Regions from separate parts of the Hordeum vulgare genome. Here region 2 is linked to region 1. Evidence: chromatin contacts called from public Hi-C data. All regions are on one chromosome and are shown on one strand. The core of a region is the stretch at or near the end of the contact, and the rest is flanking DNA. Distances in the headings are between cores, read along the strand shown.

Region 1 (6,814 bases), core at 4,243-6,742:
TGTTATTTTATGTCATTGCCAACGGTTTGTCCGGCTGACCTGTATGTCATCTATCGCACATGTAATCATCTAGCAAATCTTTTGTGTTCTTATCGATCAACGTGAACAGTCTATCCGAGTTTACTGTATGTCGTACATCGCACACACTTTTATTTTGTTAACTGTTTGCGTTATTTTGTCCCATCACAAACAATTTATCTTGGTGAAATGTTTGCCACCAATCGCACACAGTTTTAGTTATTGGCGTTGGAGCTTGAACTATAATGTTTGCGATTGGTGGGTCGCACACAGTTTTAGTTATTGGCGTTGGAGCTTGAACTATAATGTTTGCGATTGGTGGATCGCACACAGTTTCATCGAAGGGTCTCTGCTGTGTCGTCTTTGGACCATCCTGCAGTAGTGTTTAACATGAGTTTTAACTGATATATTTCATTAAGGCTAAGATATTGTAACGCCCAAGATGCGGTCCTATCCTTACTTTGGCTCGAGGGCCTCGATAGGATAGATGTGCATCTCGTTGTTTGCAAGAATGGATATCGTTACAAGTACATATAAAGAGGAGATGAGTATATGGAATTGGCTTACACTCGCCACAAGGTAAATCATGATCATCTCAATACAATCATCATACATAAAAGCAGGGTCCGACTACGAACAAAATCAAATGATAAAAGCGACATCCATCCTTGCTAATCCCAGGTTGATGGCCTAGAACCCATCCTATGATCGATGAAGAAGAAGAAGAAAAACTCCAAATCAAACAAGCATCGCTCTCACATCAAAGCATCACTTTACGTGTACCTTCGACTGTTGTTGTAGTAATATGTAAGCCACAGGGACTAAATAATCTCATTTCCAAATGTATCAAGACTAGCAAAACTCAATGGGTGAGGTATGGTTAAGTGATGAGGCTGCAGCAAGCACTAAGCATTTATTTGACTAGCTAAATTACTGTTATAAGAATAAGAATAGTGTTCTACACATAAGCAAACGTGAACTAGAAATGATCAAGAATTGATCCTGAACACCTGCCTACGAGTCAATCATGACCTCACTGTGTTCCTTTCTTGGTTCAAACCTCACAAGAAGAGACATCCACGGTTACACACACGGTTGGTGTATTTTATTTGAGTTTACTTCAAGTTTGCTATTACCGGGCGTTAAACAATTTTTCAGGTTTCCTATAACCACTGGCACGACTCTCAGAAAGATTTAACCCTGCAGGGGTGCTCCAACTCATCCATCACAAACTAACCACAAATTGTGTGGAAAAGCTCAACCACGGAATAGCCCGTAGTCTCCTCAGAATCCCGGTGGAAAACCTCAATCTTGAGATAGTCCAAAGTATCATCGGAATCCCGGTGCACAAGATGCTTGAGAAAGGTAAAACAAATCTAGCAAGGCCTCCCGATGCCGACAAACCCGATAGGAGACGTGTGTCTCGTTCTCAGGGCACGACCGGATGAGCACGACGTCGGGTTGGATGAGACCCCGAATGACCATGGGGCGCCGGATATGGCCTAGTTTGGACCAACACTGGTCAGGAGTACTGGCCCGGGTTGTTGATTAATTCTCCGCGGGTGCCCGCGGGTCCCTATGCATTTTTATTAGTTATTAGGAAAATGCAGTACCAATGTTGGGCCTTGCCAGAAGAGTTTTATCCCAAAACAAAAATCAAGGGGTCCCTATAACAACCCCAAGAATTTTAGGAGCTGGAACATAACACCGGTTCACAAGTAACTAGGGCGAAAAATGTGGAACAAAACATCGAGCAAAAGGCTAAGCCTTCCAACCTTTACCAAGTATATATGTGCATTAGATTAAATAGCAATAATATTGTGATATCCCAAGATATCCATGTTATCATATGGAACAACCTGCGCCTGCAACTAACAATGCTATAAGAAGGGCTGAGCAAGCGGTAAAATAGTCAAACAACGGTTTGCTCGGATGTGGAGGGGTTAGAGGCTTTTCATGGAAATGTTGGAAGGCTTGACATTCAAGTGGTAGGTAACAAGACATAATGGTAGAAGCGATACAAACAACATATCAATGATAGTAGTGGTATCCAGAGAAATGGTCATCTTGCGTGAGATCCTGCTTGGAATAAGAACGAATCCGTATAATAGTCGAATGAGCGTAGTCAAACGAATCCTCACGCTCTAATCGGTTTCGAAACTCTCAAAAAGAAACAATCCGGAAACAAACAAATGACACAGTAAACACCACAACATATTCATGATATGATGCACAAACAAATATGATGCATGCCCGGTTTAAATATGCAAGGCATGGCAATCACAACAATCAATTACTACACATTAAATGAAGTTCAATATGCAACAATTTGAATGTTTAGGGTTTAGGGTTAGGGTTAAACTCCACACTTGAGTTATTTAGTTCACTCTCGTTTATTTACTCAACAAATTTAAATGTTGATTTACATGGCAAGAGGTGAAGCATAAAGAAACTACACAATCTAAGCATTTTAGATGAGGCCGGAACCAACTTATAGTATTTTCGAAACGACCCCATATATCAATTTTTAAATTGGTCCAGATGTGCCTAAAACACATTTTATATTTATTAAATAAGGAAAAAATGCACCATGTAATTCTACACGTGATTCTAGGCGATTTACATAGATTTACATATATAGATCATTCAAAACGGAGTTACGATCTAAAAGATATGACCAACACAAGATAATATGCCATGAACGCAAAATGCATGCAAACAACAAACAAAATCATGTTAAAGCATTGCAACAAGATATTATGAAACTACATGAAATTCTAGGCAAGTTTCATATATGACATGTTCAAAACGGATCAACAGTCCAACAACCACAAACAACACAGTTATAGTGATAATTTGTCCAAAATTACAATATGAACTTTTGCACACATAGAAACAACAAGCTACAAGAATCTAAAATGCACAAACAAGACATGGGTAGTAGTTAACTTGATGCGCAATAATTCATCTCACATAGGTGGCCGACGGCGAAGCTCCGGCGATGGCGCGACAGCTTCGTGGCGGGGCGGTTCTACGGGCAGAGGAGGAGAGAGAGATTAGAGAGAAGAAGAGAGAGGAATGATAAGAGGTGCGGGGCGACGATGGTGATCGACAGTGAAGGACGGCGAGGTCCGACGATGGCAACTCCACGGGGCGAGAGCGCAAGTTGGGGTTGGGCTGGCGGAGGCCGGCCGACGGCAACTCCATAGCGACAGGGTTGACGAGCGGGAGAGGCGTCGCGGGCGCGCGGGCTGACCTAGGAGGCGGCAGCGCAGTTCGGGCCCGGGCAGGCCAACTGCGGGCCCGATGGCCGCGACCGTGGGGTGGAGGCGTGGGGCAGGTGGGATCCGTCAAATCTGGATCAGACGATCGAGATCGCGGCGGTGGGTGGCGGCGACTGCTGCCAAGTGGCTAGAGGTAGCTAGTCGGCGTGGATTTTGAGGTGGAGGTGGCTGGGAGGTTAGGGAAGGCTAGGATTTTGTCTAGGGATGTCCAAAAATGGACTAGAGGGGGTCTATATATAGCAGTTTTAGCTAGGGATTGAGGGTTTTTTTGCACCGATTCAAGCCCTCCGATCGCGATCGAACGACTCCGATCACGGGGTTAGGCTAGGCTAGGCTAGTGGGTTGTGTAGAGGGGTTGGGCCAAGAAGAGAGGAAGGTTGTGGCCTGTGATAGAGTTTTTAAAACTGAAAACGTCCTCTAATTTGACAAACCATAGTGACGCTATAGGTTTAATGGTCCGGGTATCAAATGGACTCTGAATGCGACGAAATTTGGCAAGCGGTCTACGTACAAAGATCGCACGCCAACTTTCAACCCATACTGATGCCGCGGACGCATGCGTGTGTGGTTGGTCACAAAACAGTGAACAACAAGACTATGGACGGACGCAAGTTTTGAAAAATGACAACGATGGAGTGTCGATGCAATGTGAATGATGCGATCATGAATGCGACAACCTAATGCAACACACGACAAGACTCGAAATAACTGGAAGGCATCTAGAGCGTTGGTCTCGGGCTATTACAAATATTCACTTCGATATTACCACCAACGAATGCATAAGATTCCAAAATCCTCTCTTTATTTTGTTTCCATGGGAAATTGGCTGAATAGAGACGAAATAAAGTCATATGAAAGGAGTAAAGGAGGAGATGGAAGAAATCAAGAGGAGGTGTGATACTTGTGACCTGGATTGAATTTTGCCCCGAAGAGGAGGGGATGATGCAACATAGTATAGATAAATATTTCCCTCAGTGAAAACCAAGGTTATCGAACCAATAGGAGAACCAAGCAAGTTTCCGTCTTCAGCGCCTACACACAAAAGAACACCAACTTGCACCCAACACAGGCAAGAGAGTTGGCAATCCCCTTGAACTCGTTACTTGCAAGCAATAATTAGTGTAGTTAGATAGTTTGCTTATTTGAAGTTACACGTCCGAAGAAGACCGTCCAATGAAGAACCTTGTGCTCAGCGTCAAAAACTAGTTCGGGGGCTACTGAGGCAGTCTTGAACTAAGGGGTCCCAGCTGAGGTGGACTAGTCCATGAGTTGTGTTGGGAGCCCACCCTGGAGGAAGGACTTAGGAGGCCCAATGAAGGAATGTGAGCATATCGGATTCTACCAAAGACTTGGCGTGCACTCGGCGAGGATGATTCATTTGGCATGTAATTCATAGATGGTAAGCGGCATTCATGTAACCCTAGATACCCTTGATGCCTATATAAATCGTGAGGTTTAACCCATAGAAGGGGGTATACACAACATCCTAACCCCTAGGGTATAGCGCACAAACTCACAATCTCAAAATATATCAACTCTGTAATTGCTACATCATCAATATAACAAGAGTAGGACGCGGGATTTTACCTCCATCGAGAGGTCCTGAACCTGGGTAAAAGTCTCGTGTTCTTTGTCTCTTGTTACCCTCGATCCGAACACACAGCTCGGCCCCCCTACCCGAGATACGTCGACTTTAATGCCGACACCTAGGTACACGGTAGGAAAGGTGCCGAGACGACAGTTAAGCCGGTCCGCAATGTTCTAGCGCTCGGGCGGCGAGTAACCCAACACCATCACCTCCCTCTTGTCGAAGTTGATAGTTAGACCGAGATTTGTTGAAAACAAAGGAGAAATTTCAGGTTTGTGATGTCTGACGCAGAGCATGACACCATGATAATGGTGTTTATCATGGTGTCATCGATGTACTAAAGCTAGCAGGTGTGGAACGACTCCCTGAATATTGCCCGTGGCATTTGCCTTGTCTAGCATGGATGCGAGGGCGTCGACGACCATGTTAAAGAAGGGGGGGAAGGGGTTATCATGCCTAACCCCACATAGGGTGGGGAAGTAGGGGGCGATCTCCGTGTTGTTGTTCACCGCAGTACGCCCGCACCAATGGGTGCACAAATTGCTTCGTTTCACTGGATATGTTCAAATAGGCAGACAGAGAAGCTAATGTCATCGACCAACACTGAGAGATGATGAAAGCATCACAATCCTTTAATAGCACAAGACTTTGAGAACTGCCCGCGTCTACAATCCTGCGCATTAGAACTTCCTGTTTAAAGGCGAGGCCAACGGATTGCATGCAGACCGAACATTTTTTAAGGAGTTTCAGAAGCGCCTTTATCTTTGAAAAGTTTCACAAGCATGACCTCTCCACGACAGGATTGTCAGGCCAATGAAGTACTCCTCCCATCCGAAAATACTTGTCCGAGAAATGAATGTATCTAGCTGTATTCTAGTTATAGATACATCGATTTCTATTCATTTTTGTGACAAGTAATTTCGGATGAAGGGAGCAGTATGAAATCCTTCCGGTACATGAAATCCAGATGCCATCTGGCATTGATTCTACAATAAACTAGGCCCTTGCTGATAAGGCCAGGTCAGTGTAGTCGTCTCTTGGGCAATCAAACAAGTATTATCCCTTGCAGTCAAACAAGCAGTAGGCTGATGGCTACGTTGATAGTTGACTTGAGATGGACTGCTACGTAACTCTGCGTGTTTGCTCAAGTTGAAGGGAACCTCTCCCGCTTCTGTTCTGCTCATCTTCCTGTGTGACACCCGCGTGCACACCATCCTCACAAGTCCACACGTCTCCTCCAAACCAATCACACAGACACCAATGGAACTCGCCAAGCGCTCCATGCTCACCTTGCTTGCCCTTCTCGCATGGCTCGCCGCTGGTTCCGAAGCCGACGACCGCCTTGCGCTCATGTCATTCATGTCATACATGACAGCCAACTCATCGTCAGCTCTTGCACGGTCGTCGTGGGGCAACCGCTCCGTTCCGACGTGCGAGTGGCGCGGCGTGACGTGTGGCCTGAGTGGCCGACGCCGCGGCCGTGTGGTGGCACTGGACCTCCCCGGGCTCGGGCTCGGCGGCACTGTTCCGCCCGAACTGGGCAACCTCACCTACCTGAGGCGGCTCCATCTCCCTGCCAACCACCTCCATGGCGTCCTCCCGCTGGAGCTCGGCAACCTCCCTGACCTCAGGCACCTCAACCTCAGCTACAACTCCTTCCAGGGGAGGATCCCGGCGTCGCTTTCAAACTGCAGCCGTCTTGAGTACCTTTTGCTGTACAGCAACAGGTTTCACGGCGAAATACCACAGGAGCTCTGCTTGCTGAGTGGTCTCAAGGTACTCAGTCTTGGCCAGAACACTCTGACAGGAAACATCCCGCTGGGCATCGGGAGCCTTGTAAACCTGAAAACGCTCAATCTGCAATTCAACAACCTATCTGGAGGGATCCCGCAGGAGATAGGTGGTCTTGTTAACCTTGTTGGAC
Region 2 (6,656 bases), core at 3,905-6,404, 430 kb before region 1:
GATTCTCATTGTCCCAGGTTTGGGATGGGACAGCTCTTAAACTCTTCTTTAGACGGTGTGTTGAGCAAAGGGGTATGGCAAGTTGTGTTCAACTTATTGAACATCTAGAAGGATTCTCATTGTCGGACTTGCCTGTTTGGCTTCTAGAACCTAGTGGAAAGTATTCGGTGAATTTTTTTTACAGCTGCATTAACTTTGGTAGTGTGGTTTCTCCTTTTGGAGATACTCTTTGGAAAACTTTGGGGCATGTTCTTTCAGCTTGCGATAAGCCTCTTGTGTTTTTGCTCGTATGTATACTCGTCATCTGGGACGACATCTGTACTGGCTGGGGTAAAATCTGCAATAATAACACTCTAATACAAGCTGCAAAAATATTTTGATGGTACCTCGGCACATGTCAGGATGCTCCTGCAATTTCATATAGAATAGGAAAAGGCAACAAATAAGGAGTGAGTCGGTTTAAGACCGGAACTAAAGAAAAAGGAAGAAGAAATGGAAAAATGGGTCCATCCGCATCCTTCAGATCCATCTCTACCTGAGACAGTGAAACTGACACCGCACCCAAGTGCGTGCTGCTTAGTTGTAAGTTAAGTTTCTTCAGTTCCTTTGCCATTACATGATCCTCACAAGCATGCTTCAGTGTGCCTTCGCTATATTTTGCCAATTCACCAAGGAGATCACTAATGTGCGTAAAACTTATCTCTGATTATCTGCAACTCTCTTAATGCATCTCCAATTTGAATGCGTTCAGTTGGCGTCTCCGTGGAGCATGAAATTCCAACCTGCAGAATCGAGACGATGCAACTAATTCTCATGTCTTCACTGTTATGATATCCCCCTTCTGTTCCTTTGCCATTACTTCCTGCTTTTAATAGTTCTTGGTCAATGACAAAAGCCGCTTGGTCTGGCAGTGCCATTTGCACGTGCTTATGAAGGCCGAGCACTTCTCCGAATTCAGAGCTTGTGGGTCTTTTTCCGGTGAACATCTCGAGCAGCAGTATACCGTAGCTGTAGACATCACCATGGACTGAAGCTTCATGGCCAAGTCCATATTCTGAGATTAACAAACGTGATAAATTTAATAAGTGCTTCCTTAGATGGAGGGTAAAAATAAAATGTGAAAACAAATGCAACAATGATGGAACAGTTGAGAGTAGAATTATGCTCACCTGGAGCAACATAACCGATCGTTCCTCTTATTACGTTCCGACTAGTCGATGTCTCTGACATGTCATTATGTCCATCATGTAGGAACCTTGCAAGCCCAAAATCACCGACATGGGCAACCATGTTGTTGTCGAGGAGAATATTGCTTGGTTTGAGGTCGCAGTGGACAATTGGAAACGGCTTCTGGTGATGTAAATAGTCAAGCGCAGAAGCCACGTGCATGGCAATCTCGGTTCTCTGAATGAGATCTAGAATCTTGGGTTCGCCGTCTTCCTCGAGATGTTTGTGCAGCCACTGGTCTAGATTTCCATTTGGCAGAAACTCAAACACAAGAGCCTTGAAGTTGCCACCTCGGGAGTCAATACTTGAGCACACTGTTATAACCTTCACAAGGTTCCGGTGGCGAATACATCTCAAAGCCTCACATTCCGCATCGAAACTTCGGGATGCGCCAGCATGCTGCAGGTTGAGTACCTTCACTGCCACCACCACTTGTTGGCCAGAGATTTCCATTCTTCCCTTGTACACTGCACCAAAGCTGCCCACCCCGATGAGGTTCTCGGATGTGAAACCATCTGTTGCCTTGGCCAATTCAGCATAAGAAACTCTGATGTATTTGTCAGTGGGGAGAGTTATCTGTGGCTTTGATCTTCTAAGCTTGCTTCTTTTACATAACACGAACACTGCAGATAGTATGACCAACGTAATTACAGCGCCTGCTGCGATAATCATGAGATGCTTTGAAGATATTTTCCTTTTAGTGGGACTGGAGCACATTTTCAAGTTCAGTTGAGGGATCCCACCACACAGAGCATTGTTTCCCATGACCGAGGTTGCCGTTGCATTGAGGAATATTCCGTCCTTCGGAACTTCACCTTCAAAATCATTGGAAGAGAGATTTAAACTAGCAAGACCTGTCATTGTACCGAGGAACTCAGGAATGCTCCCAGATAAATTATTCTGAGAAAGATCGAGCACTAGGAGACCCCTTAACTGTCCTAGTGACAGCGGAATCGTCCCGTCGAGATTGTTCCCAGATAAATTGAGGTACTGTAAGCTTCGACACTCCCCAATATTGGTAGGAATCTTTCCTGAAATCATATTGTCAGAGAGATCAAGCTCACCTAGATTCCTGAGATTTCCCACTTCTGAAGGCAAAGTCCCAGTCAGTGAATTATGTGCAAGATACATGGTACTCGACAAGCTTGAGATGAGGAAAAACTCCTTAGGCGTTGGGCCGGAAAGATTGTTGTAAGAAAGATCCAGCTGCTCTAAAGGACAGTTGCTGAGAGCAGAAGGTATGGCACCACTGAGCGCATTGGTACTAAGCAGAAGGGTTGTAAGCTTTGTAAGATTTCCAACAGCCACTGGGATGGATCCTGACAAGTTGTTATTTGACAGAGACAACCGATTCAACTTCGTAAGCTTGCCGAGAGATGCTGGGATGGTGCCCTCGAGAAGATTATTCTCCATGTCAAGTTCATCCAAGTTGATGAAGTTCCCTATCGCTTCAGTTATCGTTCCTGATATGCTGTTGTATGCAATGCCAAGAAATTCCATCTGTGTCGACAAATTGCCGATTGATTTCGGTAGCATGCCTTGGAGCTTGTTTTCACTAACATCCACCAATATCATATTGCTGCAGTTGGTCAGAGCCGTAAGGAAGCCCCATTCAGCATCGTTGGTTGCTTCAAGCTGATTCCACGCAAAGTTCACCACCGACAGCATCTCCTGGCGAGCCCCCAGGCACTGCGGGATCGTTCCCGACAGGAAGTTGTTTACCGTCTGAACCATCTGAAGCATGGAGGCATTGCACAAGGATGGAGGGATCACACCATGAAACTGGTTATCAGACACAAGAAAGTACTGGAGGCTCGTCATCGTGTTCCCGATGTCGGGCGGAAATCCCCCGGTGAGGTTGTTGTGTTGGATGTTGAGCATCTCAAGGGAGGAGAGGTTGAAGACTGAGGGTGGCAGAGGGCCTTGTAGCTCATTGTTGTCCAGGTAAAGCTCAGCGAGGGCATGGAGGTTCCCGATGGCGTCAGGTATCTTGCCGACAAGCTTGTTCTCCGAGAACGAAACGGCGGTAAGCAACCGGAGGTTCCCTATGGACTCCGGGATGCGCCCCACAAAGCCATTGCTCTGGAGGTTTAAGGATGCCAGCGACAAGAGGTTCCCTAGCCAGGAAGGTATGGTTCCTCCGAGGCTGTTGTCTTCCAGATGGAGCGTGGTGAGGGATGACAGGCCCTGTAATGTGGAGGGCATGCTCCCCGACAGCCGGTTCGAAAAGGCGGTGAGGGCGGTCAGCGCCGAGAGGTTCCCCAGCGAGGCGGGGATGGAGCCTGAGAGCTGGTTGGACGCAAGGGCGAGGCCGACGAGGTTGGCGAGGCTGCCGACCTGCCACGGGATCTCGCCTGTCAGGTTGTTGAACTCTAGGACCAGCAGCCTGAGGTTGACGAGGCTGGCGATGCCGGAAGGGATGCCTCCTGTGAGCCTGTTCTGGCCGAGGTCGAGCACCTCGAGGTTCCGAAGCGAGCCGACCAGCTCCGGTGGGATGAGCCCCTGCAGCTTGTTGGCGTGGAGCAGGACGGTCCTGAGCCGCCTGCACCGGGAGAGCGACGGCGGGAGGCGGCCCCCGATGGCGTTGTCGCTGAGGTTGAGGTGGCTGAGCTCGCGCAGGCGGCCGAGCTCCGGCGGCAGGGCGCCGTGCAGGCGGTTGCCGGGGAGGTGGAGCCGCCTCAGGTGCGTGAGGTTGGACAGCGCCGGGCTGAGCGCGCCGAGGAGGCCGAGGTTGGGGAGGTCCAGCGCCACGACGCGGCCGCGGCCGCGGCCCCTCGTGCCGCAGGACACGCCGCGCCACTGGCACGGCGGTGGCGCGGGCTCGTTGTGGGCGCTGCTCGTCCATGACGCCAGCGCCCGCGACGGGTCGCCCCTCACGAGCGACCTGAAGGAGAGCAGCGCGTTGTAATCCGCGACGCTAGCGGCAGCGGCAGCGGGCTCGGATGCGTCGTGCAGGGCGTGAGTGGCGACGGAGCACGCGAGGAGGAAGACAAGGAGGAGGAGGAGGGACAGTGCTGCCATTGCCATTGCTGCCCCGGCAGACGGTACTGCAGCAAGCAGAGCGATTGTGGAGTGTGGACTGGACGCGGCAGAGAGCATACGTACGTACGGTAGAGGTAGAGGTAGAGAGGTTTGGCCTGGGTGAGTGTTGCGTATAAACAAACTGTGGCCACCAGCGACGCGTCGTCCTCGTCGTTTGGCAACTGGACGTTGAATTATTTTGGGAGGGGGCCACCCGCAGCGTGATGCGATCCGTCGCTTGTTTCCTTTCTCTCAAGACTACGGGTCAATGAGCCATGAGTGGTTGATGTCAGTGATATGAAAAGCTGGCGGCCGCTATTTGGGTTGTCTGTTTGCAACGGCAAAAGTTTTTGCGCGCCTGACCTTTTTGGCGCCTGACCTTTTTGACAATGTCTCCCGTTCACACTAACCCTGCCCACACCCAAAAATGCTAGACATACAAAGAGTTATGTAAGGTTACACGCTGACTAGGATTCTTTCTTTCTAATAACTAACCACTCCCCCCTGATTTTCAAGGGGTGGGGTCCTCATCCCCCTTAATCTCCAATCAAAACACACCTGTTTATAAAACCCATGTAAAGTTATGTATGTGTAGCATTGCCCACACCACTCCTACAGCCGTCTTCTCCTTCAAGTGCTGGCTCATCATGCCATGCTAAACTACGGCCAGCGCTTCACTAGTCGGCTAAATCTATGTCAACTAAGAATTACTGAAGACAATATCAAAACAAGGAACCAAGAGCTAATATACAGCAGCAACTATTTATTTATGTAGCTAGAGCATACAGAATGTTGATTCTTATTTTATTTTTCTATGCACAACCATATAAAAATGCACTAGCACATACTATTCCTTTGAAGATTACGACAAGACAAGGCGAGCCAGAGAAAAACATTGCCTTGTGACAAATCCAGGGTACCGACAGAAAATGCACCAATTATCAACGAATCTACCAGGTAGAAGATCGCCAAAGTAGAAAGCTGGGAGACAAGTTGCAGGTAGCCAAGAAAATTCTGCCTCACGGCTCATTTAATCGACTATACATATTACAGCTTAATAATCCATGCTGCATGTATACATGGGTTAGACACTCGAGACTACCACTCATCACTTCGTCTTTTTACTGTCAAAACACACGCACGGTCCGAATGCTTACAATCATGGCTTCTGGTAGATGGCTGGTGGGTCCGGCAACTTACTAGAGCTTCCTGACTCAATCTTGACATTTCCCGGCTCATCGACAGCCATGGCATTAGCATCGAGCTGTAGGCGACGAGGATCATGGACAACAAGAAAATGCATCTTTGGTTAGATCAGCCTAGCCATGGGCAGTGTACACTAGGGATCTATCTTATACGACAGTTCACAAACAGAAAGGGAGGCCGGCTTACATGAGCTTGCTTAGATGGACCGATGTCTTCTGCCATAGGTTCTGGTCCTCTATGTTCACCTGTTACTCTGCTACCATCCTGCAGAGGGTAAAAAAACACATTTAGCATAAATGCATGGCACCAAGGAATACAAACAAGTTGCATACAACCATGGAAGTTTAACAAAATTACAAGACACTCTTTGCTACCCTTCAGTTTACATGCACATCGGAGGAGCAAACAATGGTCGGTGGACATTTTGCAATGCATCTAAGCAGAAATACTCCACCAACACCATCTATTACATGGTGAGAAAGCAATTTTCACTCTATTTTGGAAAAGAATTATCAAGGACCAGGTGGTAAGAAAAAGGACGACACATCTGTGAACAAAATGGTGGATCATGAAAAAGGACAAATCACTAATCTGTACATAAAGACTAAAAATGATGAGGTGAAGTACCTGATCTTTTGTTTCAGCTCCAGCTGATTCTCTCTTAACTCTTGCACCTTGAATAGTGATTCTCCTATAACAAAAGATTGTCACAAGGTGCACACAGGATAGCCATCAGAACTGATGGAACAATGAGACAGGAATAAATACCATCTCACAGAACAACATAAATAAATACCTTGCTGAGTCTTCCAAAGGTGTGTGATAATCCATTTCCATGTCAGAATCAGGGCCATCATGCCTTTCATCCTGATCCTCTTCATCTTCATCCGGCTGCATAATATAAACACATGCAAAGTACCCAAAATACAATCAGCTCTTGTCCTTCACTTCCAGGCAAGACCAGGAATATAGGTGATAAGGAATATAATCCAACTGTGGAGGTGAATATCTGATGTCACTCACATTAGGAAAGGGAGGTAACAATATTCATTTAGATGTAACACGGGCACCAAAAAGGTCAAACCAACTAAAATAGTTCACTTTATCTGCTTGGAAATGGATTACATTTTCAAAATTTGCACAGCCTCCAACATACATCTTTGGCTGTAACTTTTTGTTTGTATATTAGTAAAAGTTATCAG

The links. A called contact is a pair of places that touch in the nucleus more often than the background predicts.
Region 2: a contact with region 1 is called in a Hi-C map of leaf, with 4 times the contacts expected there. The contact joins the promoter of LOC123404167 here to the promoter of LOC123405963 in region 1. A contact is called at or near these places in 4 of 6 Hi-C or Micro-C datasets (all in leaf).

Annotation. Positions count from the first base shown.
Region 1 is chr6H:192,930,882-192,937,695 of MorexV3_pseudomolecules_assembly, reverse strand. LOC123405963 (putative receptor-like protein kinase At3g47110) reads left to right here and starts at 5,492. Exons shown (of 2, transcript XM_045099469.1): 1 at 5,492-6,814. The coding sequence starts at 6,151.
Region 2 is chr6H:193,355,978-193,362,633 of MorexV3_pseudomolecules_assembly, reverse strand. It overlaps LOC123404167 (receptor kinase-like protein Xa21), which reads right to left and starts at 5,154. Exons shown (of 2, transcript XM_045098086.1): 1 at 1,170-5,154; 2 at 358-1,054. The coding sequence starts at 4,326. The coding sequence ends at 681. It overlaps LOC123404168 (probable histone deacetylase 19), which reads right to left. Exons shown (of 7, transcript XM_045098087.1): 4 at 6,251-6,345; 5 at 6,082-6,145; 6 at 5,641-5,718; 7 at 5,249-5,512. The coding sequence ends at 5,408.